Regions from separate parts of the Gossypium hirsutum genome. Here region 2 is linked to region 1. The links are chromatin contacts, called in public Hi-C maps. All regions are on one chromosome and are shown on one strand. Each heading gives the region's core, a stretch centred on a gene start, on an enhancer-like site or on the middle of the called end of the contact. The rest is flanking DNA. Distances are from core to core; before and after follow the strand shown. Region 1 holds the start of LOC107886242 (COMM domain-containing protein 9). Region 2 holds the start of LOC107886369 (serine/threonine-protein kinase rio1).

What was found. A called contact is a pair of places that touch in the nucleus more often than the background predicts.
Region 2: a Hi-C map of leaf shows a contact between it and region 1, with 2.9 times the contacts expected there. The contact joins the promoter of LOC107886369 here to the promoter of LOC107886242 in region 1. A contact is called at or near these places in 11 of 34 Hi-C or Micro-C datasets (callus, fibers, hypocotyl and 2 more).

What each region holds. Positions count from the first base shown.
Region 1 is chrA03:12,159,101-12,163,818 of Gossypium_hirsutum_v2.1, reverse strand. LOC107886242 (COMM domain-containing protein 9) reads right to left here and starts at 2,212. Exons shown (of 5, transcript XM_016810121.2): 1 at 1,842-2,212; 2 at 623-793; 3 at 428-517; 4 at 111-227. The coding sequence starts at 2,015. It overlaps LOC107886244 (a long non-coding RNA gene), which reads right to left. Exons shown (of 5, transcript XR_001680672.2): 5 at 3,252-4,457.
Region 2 is chrA03:12,387,268-12,392,182 of Gossypium_hirsutum_v2.1, reverse strand. LOC107886369 (serine/threonine-protein kinase rio1) reads left to right here and starts at 3,453. Exons shown (of 12, transcript XM_016810297.2): 1 at 3,453-3,901; 2 at 4,008-4,136; 3 at 4,239-4,331; 4 at 4,435-4,514; 5 at 4,876-4,915. The coding sequence starts at 3,605.

The DNA of each region.
Region 1 (4,718 bases), core at 963-3,462:
CTGAAAGAAGGAAAAAAAGAAAACATATTTATATTTTGAAACTGAAATGTGTTTGCTTCTACTAAAATATGGATTGGAAGTGAAAAGGCAAACTCAGCCATGGCACAAACCATATTCGACAACTGATCTCTTATACTGTACACAGACTTCAGCATTGTATCCAGGGTTTCTTTGGCTAATTGGAATGACAAATCCGACTCTTGTGGACACTGCATATCATTTTGGAGCTGCATAAAGAGCAAGCAAAGTAAAAAAAACATCATATCACTACTTTGGGAGAATAAAGAAAATCATGCAATCCAGAAAAAGTACATATTATGTTAACATTTTAAAGATGATAAATTACCCAATTCCATACATGTGAAAATCTCCAATCTGTAACATAAAGGCATCCATGGCACCAACTTGTCAACAAAAAGGTTCATACCTTCAAATTGATAACAGCCACTGGTTCCCTCACTTCACTGTCCTGAGTTGCCAAATTCCAAGTCATTGTCTTTAAGCGTGGCAAAGAAACCTGATTTTAATTAATTTAAGAAGTAAAATTGTTACCTATACCATCCATGATCCAACTAAATTTGGGATAAATATTCCTAAAATAGAGCAAAATAAAATTCCTGACCTTATCCATGTGTACATCTGCACGCCATTCTCTTTGAAACTTTTGCAGCAAAAGTGTCATCAGTCTTTGTAATTCAGGAAGAACCTCACTAGGAAACAGCTTTTGAATATCATCTTTGCTGATGTTCTCATAAACACATTTACGCATTAACATGCGGAGACATACTAGAAGCTGAAGAGTAGAAGCATACGTAATTTATCTCACTAAGTAACAGCCAGATAAGATAAAAGATCTATGCCTTTTGGGCACACAACGCATAAATGCTAATTTGAAGAGAGATTATATAAAATATTTTTCTCAATACGAGGTCAGCAACTGCAATATTAAGGACATAAGTATATGAAACCAATATGGGAATAAATCTTTGATACAAGTGGAATATCGAGGGATACAACAAACAATTTGATGAGCCAAATTCCAGAGAAAGAAAAATCCAGAAACAACCCGAAGCAGTAATTTCCATGTTAAGTCTCTAGCTTCAGCATATAATACTTAAAACTGAACTTGAGAAATCTTTATACCAACTAGAGATCATTGATGGAAAGAAACAATTATATGAGCCAAAATCTAGGGAAAGCAAAATCCAGAAACAACCAGAGGAAGTAATTTCCATGTTAGATCCAGCTCCAGCATACAACAATCAAAACTAAACTCGAAATTTCACCAAAAAAAAAAACTAAACTTGAAAAGGAAACAATTAGATAGCCAAAATCTAGGGAAAGCAAAATCCAGAAACAACCAGAGGAAGTAATTTCCATGTTAGATCCAGCTCCAGCATACAACAATCAAAACTAAACTCGAAATTTCACCAAAAAAAAAAAACTAAACTCGAAAAGGAAACAATTAGATAGCCAAAATCTAGGAAAGCAAATGTGAGAAACAGCCTAAGGAAGCAACATCACTGTAAAGTGCAGCTCTAGCATATAACAACCAGAACTGAACTCCAAAACTCTTTATAGCAGATACAGATCATTGAGCATAAGAAAATTAATAAAGCTCAATATTTCAAATCTTTTTATCAAATCAGAAAGTTGTTCTTACTAGTTTGCTTGCTACTTTAATCAACACTGTTGTTAAAGAGTAGTACTATTGTTAAAAGCTAGCATCTTACAGAAATAACAACGGCAATAGGGAAGTACAACAAAATGTTTAGCAAAAACCAAATACTATAATCTTTACTAACAACGATGAGCATTTGAGTGAGGGAGTGGATAATTACTGGGTCAAGGTCGGACTCGTTTTGGAGCTGAAGCATTTGGCAGATGAGTCGACGGTCGTCGGCGTCGAGACCAGTCTTCCGGGTTCTCCAAAGGGTTTGAAGAATATATTCCACCGATTCTTTGGAGTTGGCTCTTACTAACAAGGGTAGATGTCCCCAAAGCGTACGCTCCATTAGGTACCTCTTATCTCCTTCAAACTTTTGATATTAACTTCTCAAGCTCTTCCGGGTAAGCAAAGTGTCATTAAAAATAGCCTCCCCACAAGACCTAGAGTTGGAATCGGATTTTGCTCGCTTTAACGACACAGGCTACGGCGCTCGAAATCGATGGGAGTTATGCCCGGACAAACTTGAGACTGTAGATTCAACCCGGAAGCCCAACTTGGCAACCTCTCCATGGGCCAGGCCATCCATCTTAACAATTTCTCTTTTCTTTCAATTTAGGGCCGATTTTGTTTGTGAATTAATTTTTTCTAGTCCTAAACTTACAACAAAATTCATGATGTAATTTTTCATCAAAGAAAGTAGTAAGAACGAGGAATTAAATTAACAAAATTTATGCATTATTACTTTTAAGCATATTTTATTTTATATTTTTTCATATGATTAATTATGAACAAGTTGAATTAATTGGTATGTGTTATTAAATTAAATTAATTTGTTTATCATGAGTTTTAAATTCAAATAATCAATTTATAAGTTTATAATGATCTAAATTCATAGTAGAATATTTAATAAGAGAACTTAATAGTTTATTAAATGGGATAAATCTAAAAATTATACATGAACTTTGATTTAATGTGTAATTGTATATATAAACTTTAATTTTGTGCAATTATGCATGTGAAACTTTAATTGTGATTCAAATGTATACTTAAAACTTTATTTTTTATTTAATCATACATGTTTTAAAGAAATAAATACATCTATTTATTTTTATATTGGATAAATATAATTATTTATGAATGCAATATATAAACATAAAATAATGTTATATCAATAATTGTGTTATATAATTTACAAGAATTGGATCAAATCAAAATTTCATGTATAAAACTACACAAAATCAAAGTTCATGTATACAATTGCACATTAAACCATAGTTGATGTATAGTTTTGATATTTATCCATTATTAAATTGATACATTTAATTCCACTCATTGAAGATTGTTTTCATTTAATAAATTATTATTAGGATTTTCATGTAAAATTTAAATATTTTATAGAAATAATGTTTTAATTAAGACCATTTTTTTTAATAATTTATAATTAATAAGTTTTGTTTATATGAAATAGTTATAATTTTGCTAAAATTTTCGATAATATGTTGTTATAAAAAACTAATTTAATAAAGAATGTATTTTATAACTGTAGTTGTTATTGTTATAAGTGAAAAGTTGTTACAGAGCGTTAAAATAAAATGTAAAAAATCGATTTTACTATAAACTTGGTCATTATAGCGGATGAGTACAGTTACAGAGAGAGCTGACTGTAATAAAATGTAAAATGGATTAAAATAAAGGGATAATATCACATTTGGTACATATATTTTTAAAAATGTCCATTGTGATACTTATTCTTTGAAATGTACAATGTGATACCTAAACAATCAATTTGTGTATTATTTGGTACTTATACTTTCAAAAAATGTGCAATGTGGTATATATATTTTGAAATTGTTCAATGTGGTATGTGAACTATTATTTGGTACTTATATTTTTATAATATGTTCAATGTGATACTTATACTTTTAAAATGTTTAATATGTATATTATTATGTACATGGAGTTAACACCCTAAGTAAATGTTAAACTAACCAATGAAAATTTAATATGTAAATTTTTTTTCCTAATTATCAATTCTACACCGATAATGTAATATTATATAAAAAGCTAAATAAAAAATTAAATTAAATTAAAAAAATAGAACTAAACCACGTAAGTTTAACCTTTAAAAGATCAATATCTCTTCTCAAAGGAGATTTAAATAGCAGAGTAGTAATAGGTCTCAGCTTTCAATTTTTAACTCAATTTTTTTCTTTTAAAACCCTAAAAAATTTTCCAAATTTTATAATAATAAAAAACTCAAAATTTTATGTCTTTTGCTTGACTTATTAAACTTAAGTGGAAGGTTGAATAACTTGATTTAGACTACCATGAGATATTCTAAATTTTGCTTCAAAAATGTTTGGGTTCATCTTAAGTTAAAAAGGTGAAATTTTTGAAAGAAACCGAAAAAAAAATCAAGATCAATTTTTTGCAATTAAAGTTTCATGAGGAGAAAACTTGATTTCAAATGGAAAGCTCATTTTGAAAAGATAACATTAGTTACTTTAATGAAGAATATGACATTTTTGCTTATGTAAGTTTAGTATTTACTTAACGCTAGATCTTATAAGAAAAAGAAAACATGGTATACTTCGTCTTCTGTATCATATAGAAATTGTTTATTATTTAAAAATAGCGTTGAGAACAGGTCTGCTACCCTAGCACGCAACTTTCTGCTTTCTCTGGCAAGTTTTTAGGTTTTTATTGAGTCTTCTGTTTTGTTGGTAGCAACCATCTTTAAAGTCCTCTTTAATCTTTAGAAAAAGGTTATGTACGTTTGAGATTTTACCTGCATCCATAGAAATAGATTTTGTTGGATTAACGCTCAATGAAAAAGAAGAAGAAGTTTTACAACTACAAGTAGATTCGAACACGGAAAGAGAAGTGGGGACTTTTAGGTTGGTGAGATGCTTTTTAACAGCCAGTATTATTCACTTCCTAGCAATGAATAGCACTATGGCCAACCTATGGCATCCTGTTCGTGGTGTTCAAATTCGAGATCCGGGGGAGAAAAAGTATTTATTTCAATTTTTTCATGTTATGAATATGG
Region 2 (4,915 bases), core at 2,204-4,703, 230 kb before region 1:
TTATTGGTAAGCCTAAAAATTACAAAAATATATGAAAGTGTAAAAAAAATTTAAAAATATTATAAATGACTCAAAAATTAAAAAATTATTAAAATAAAAATTATAAAAATTATATGAATTAAAAATAAAAATTTAAAAAATATATGAATTAAAAATAAAAATTTTAAAAATATGGAAAATTTTAAAATATAGAAAATTATTAAAATTATTATAAATATATAAAAGTGTAAATAATCATAATATTTTTTTAAATAAAATTATATAAAATTACAAAAAAAATCAAAATTTTAAAAATATTTACATCTTTATATACAACCTCGGTTGTCACTTGAATTCTTAACCTATTTTTCTACCTTAATTTGCATTTCAAAATCTACCATTAAGAATGGACAATGAAGGTGTAAGCTTTGAGGAGGTTCACAATATATGAACACAATAGATAACTTCAAGGGACAAATAATGGTTAGTGTGCAAAAAAAAAATTGTTTATATATATATATTTCAAATGTTTTTAGTTTGTTTTTATAATTTTTATGCTTTTAATGATATTTTTAAAATTTTATTAAAGTTTAATATTTTTGTATTTTTAAATACTTTTTCATAATTCATATAATTTTATAATTTTTTACACTTTTTATAATATTTTTAATTATTTTTGCACTTTTATATATTTTTATAGTTTTTTTAATTTGTAATTTTTTTTAAAATATTTTTTATAATTTTAAATATAAAACATCATATTTTGCCATGTGGTACAATCTTAAAGTGTCATGTAGCGAAAACAACTCTAAAAAAATAACAATTACCCTTTTATGGTTGCTGGTTAACTTTAATCATTATAGAGCTTAATTAATTGTAATTTTAAAATTCAGGAACTTGAAAAATATAAGAATTTAATTGGTTTTTTTGAAAAAATTGAAGAGCTTATATACCCTTACGTTATTTTTTGTCGTTTTTTTAATTACTTTTTTTTATAGCATTATTGTGTAAAGAATCAGATATTATTAGATTTATTTTTTTAGCTTATTGAATTGCCAAAGGTAAATGTTATTATTAAGGTTAAGACGAATTTAGAAAAAAAAATTAGTGGATTAAAATTAAATTATAATATTTTAAGAGGTTAAAATATAATTGTTAAAGTACCTAAATTTTAAATTAGTTGTGATTTTTTTCTTGAATTATTCTATTTATGTTATCCATTACATTATTTATATTTATATTTTTTTTATTACTGCTAGGGAATAATTTGAGAAAAAGTAACTTACACTTTATTTTTGACATGTTTTTTTATCATTTGGACTTCTGTTTTGTGCTCATAATATAACTATAGGAAGGCACCCAAAAATTAGGAGTGAATATTCGATTGAGTAAAAAATTTTCAAGTTAGTTGAGTTGACGAATCCTATTTTAGCAACCAAACTCAATTTGAATTTTTTTCTAATCGGATCAAATCAAATCAAAAAATTTTAAGTCAAGTCGAGTCGAGTTAGTGAATCCTATTATTTATACTTAATATTGTGTTTACATGAACCGATTATTTAACTAGTAAACAAAGTATAAAATTATTTAACTATATAAACAATATAATGATTTTACCTTTTAACTTAATGAGTAAACATTTATCAAAACAATGTAGTTTTGCCTAACTTAATGATTTTGACTTTTAACTTTAGAAAATGTAAACATTTATTAAAATGGTGTAGTTTTGCCTTTTCTTTTTTGGATTTTTGGATAACTCGAATTTTGTAATTCATATTCGAGTTAAAACGGAAAACTTAATTTTTTATTCGAGTTAATCAAAATAACTTGATTAACTCAAACAACTCGAACTATTTAATTCAAAATTTGAAAATTTTATCAAGTTTTTCGAATTGAACCAGATTTTGCTTACCCCTACCAAAAACGGTATGAAAATTTGACACGAAAATTACCGAAAAACCTAGAAAAAAAATTGCTTTATGTATTCAAGAAAAATTTTGTATTTTCTCCATTATATTATTTCTACCCTATAAATATACACTACTAGGGGAGACAGGGATATCTCGAACTTTATTTGATTTTGCATTTTATTTTCTTTATGGCTTGTTAAACTCTTTTTTTCTAGTTGAAGTAATATTCAGAATTTGATTATACAAGTTTGTAAGATCAAATTGCTTTGAACCTTTCTTTGCTCTTTGGTGTTTATATGTCTTATGATTTAATTACAATTGTTCAGGTTTGTTAACTATTCAGTCAATATTTGATAGCTTAAAATAATTGTTTTGTCAATTAAATAATTAGTCGATTGATTGATTTCTAATATTTGTGACAACTATATGATTATATGTGTAGTGTGAGTATACAATCTAACTTAAATAAACCTTGATTATGCATTTCTTAGTTACTATTGAGCCTCTTTCGTTCTCAAGGATATTGATAAATTAAATTCCTAAGCGATTGTTATAGGATTGTTTGTCAATAAGGGAAATAATTAATGACAATTATCTTGATTAGCAAGAAAGTATGAATAAATTAAGTTACTAGGTGATCATCGGCATTTATAACTAATTTATTAAAAGATACTTAAATTTATCTTTGTATCAATAATCAAACCTTTAATCAAACAAAGAATTTACTTTGACTATAGTTTTATCTCATTGATTTTTTCTAAAATTTTAATTATTGCTTTCTTTGCTTTTTCTAAATCTTAATTTTAATTTTTGAATTTTTCTTTATTTTATTTGTTTTAGTTGAAGGAATAAAGTTACTTTAGATTTTTTGGATTCAACCATACTTATGGTTCCTACTAATTATGTCTTTTCAAGTTTATTCAATGGCTTAATAGTAAAAAAGGCCCTCAACAAAAAATTTAAAATTTAATCAAGTCCTTATGAAAAATTTTGCACTTAACTAAGCCTTTAATGATGAAAAATTAATCAATTTAGCTCTTAAAGGGGAAAAATTAATCAATCAAGCCTTCCGTTAACATTGACCAAGTATGACCATTAAGTTTTTTTGACGTGACTGATGGAACAATCGGACGAAGACACATGGCATCTATGTGTATATCATATCATGTTAATGTTTCCCACGTCAACAAATATTTTTAAAAAATAAATAATCCTAAAAAGCAAATGATTTTTAAAATAAGTATTTAAAATTTGATCATAATATAACAAATTTATCTCGCTTTTATGTAAATGTATAAATGTTGAGGTCGAATTTGTTGAATTTTTTAGAATTCATGCTAAAATGATAAAATATGTAAATATTAAAGGCTAAATTTATTATTATAACAATTAAAATTATGTACAATTGAGGAAATATATTAATTTTGAGATTAATTACCCTTAATTGCTCACTTTTAAAATTGTTAAGGATTAAATTGCTTCAATTTGTTTTGAGAGGGACTATTTTATTTAATTTTGAGGGATTGTTTAAGTTCTTTTATTTTTTAAAATGTCTGGATAGAAAAGCCGAACCGAAAAGTCCCGCTCGAAGATTTCGCATGGGCCGGTCAGCCCATTCAAGTGAAGAGGGAATTCATTCCTCCATTTTTAGGGTTTTAAAGCCGTAACCGATTGCCGCCAATAATCTTCCCGTTTCCTCTGGAAGCGTAAAAGCTATGTCGGCGGGGATGTCTAAATTGGGAGAGAAACCAGAAGCAGCACCGAACGATGCAGCGGATTATGAAGATGAGGAAGAAGACTTGTCGTGGTCATCCGATTCTGAAATCGTCGAGGCATTGGATTATTTGGATTCCAAGGTCGATGACGAGTTCATTGATAGTTCTTTCACGCTTGCGTCGAGGCGGCCTAACGCTCACGGCGGTGTTCACTCTAGGCCTAATTCGTCCGCTCTTCAACCTCTCTCCAACCGTAACCAGAAGTTCTCTAATCATATTCGAGCTTCCCCTTTAGAGGTAAAAATACATTGTCACGATCATTTAAGCTTATTATTATTATTATTATTGTTATTATTATTATTATTTTGTTTCTTCCAATTGGATTACTGAATGAATGGTGTAGGAGTGGGAAGGGAGGATAAATGTTGGAATGTCGAACTCGGTTACAACTGCAATTCGTGAAAGTGTTCGTGAAATGGCCATTGGTAAAACTAAAACTACTGAGAAAGCTGATCGTGCAACTGTTGAGCAGGTGAAATTACTCGTAGTTGATTGCTCTGAATATTTTGATGATTTTTTCTTATTAGTTACTAGTATTTTGGAAGATTGAGCTCATCATGAAGTTGTTCTGCAGGCTATTGATCCAAGAACTCGTATGGTTCTGTTTAAAATGCTTAACCGCGGTGTGTTTCATGATATCAACGGCTGCATTTCAACTGGAAAAGAAGTATGTAATGTGATGTTATTGTTAGATGTTAATTGTTCATGCTTCAGTTTGTAAAATCATAGTCTGATGAAATCACGTGATATTTAGTTCGTTCTTTGAACAGGCAAATGTATATCATGCAACAAAATCTGATGGTCAGGAACTAGCAATCAAAGTATATAAAACTTCTGTTTTGGTTTTCAAGTAAGTGGTGTTTTGATTAGATAATTAGACTTCAAACCTTTTCAATTTTGTCCCAACATTATAGAACATTCCCCCTTTTAATGTGTTAAGAATTAGTGAAGAATTGGTGAGATGAGGGCACTGGATGTAAGCATAATTGTTCCTTTCCATTTGGTGGTATTGTTTTTGGATGAATGTTCTTGATTTCATCATAGATGTTAGCTTGCACTTGTGGTCTTCTATTCCTTATTTGATGTAGCATATCACTTTGTGAGATCTGCTGTTGTATTTTATTTTTCTACAATATTAGATCCCGTGTTTTCATGCCAAAATTTTTGCATGTTAAAAATTGTAATCAATTGGTTTCTGATAATAACTCAAGGGATCGAGATCGATATGTACAAGGTGATTACCGGTTCAGA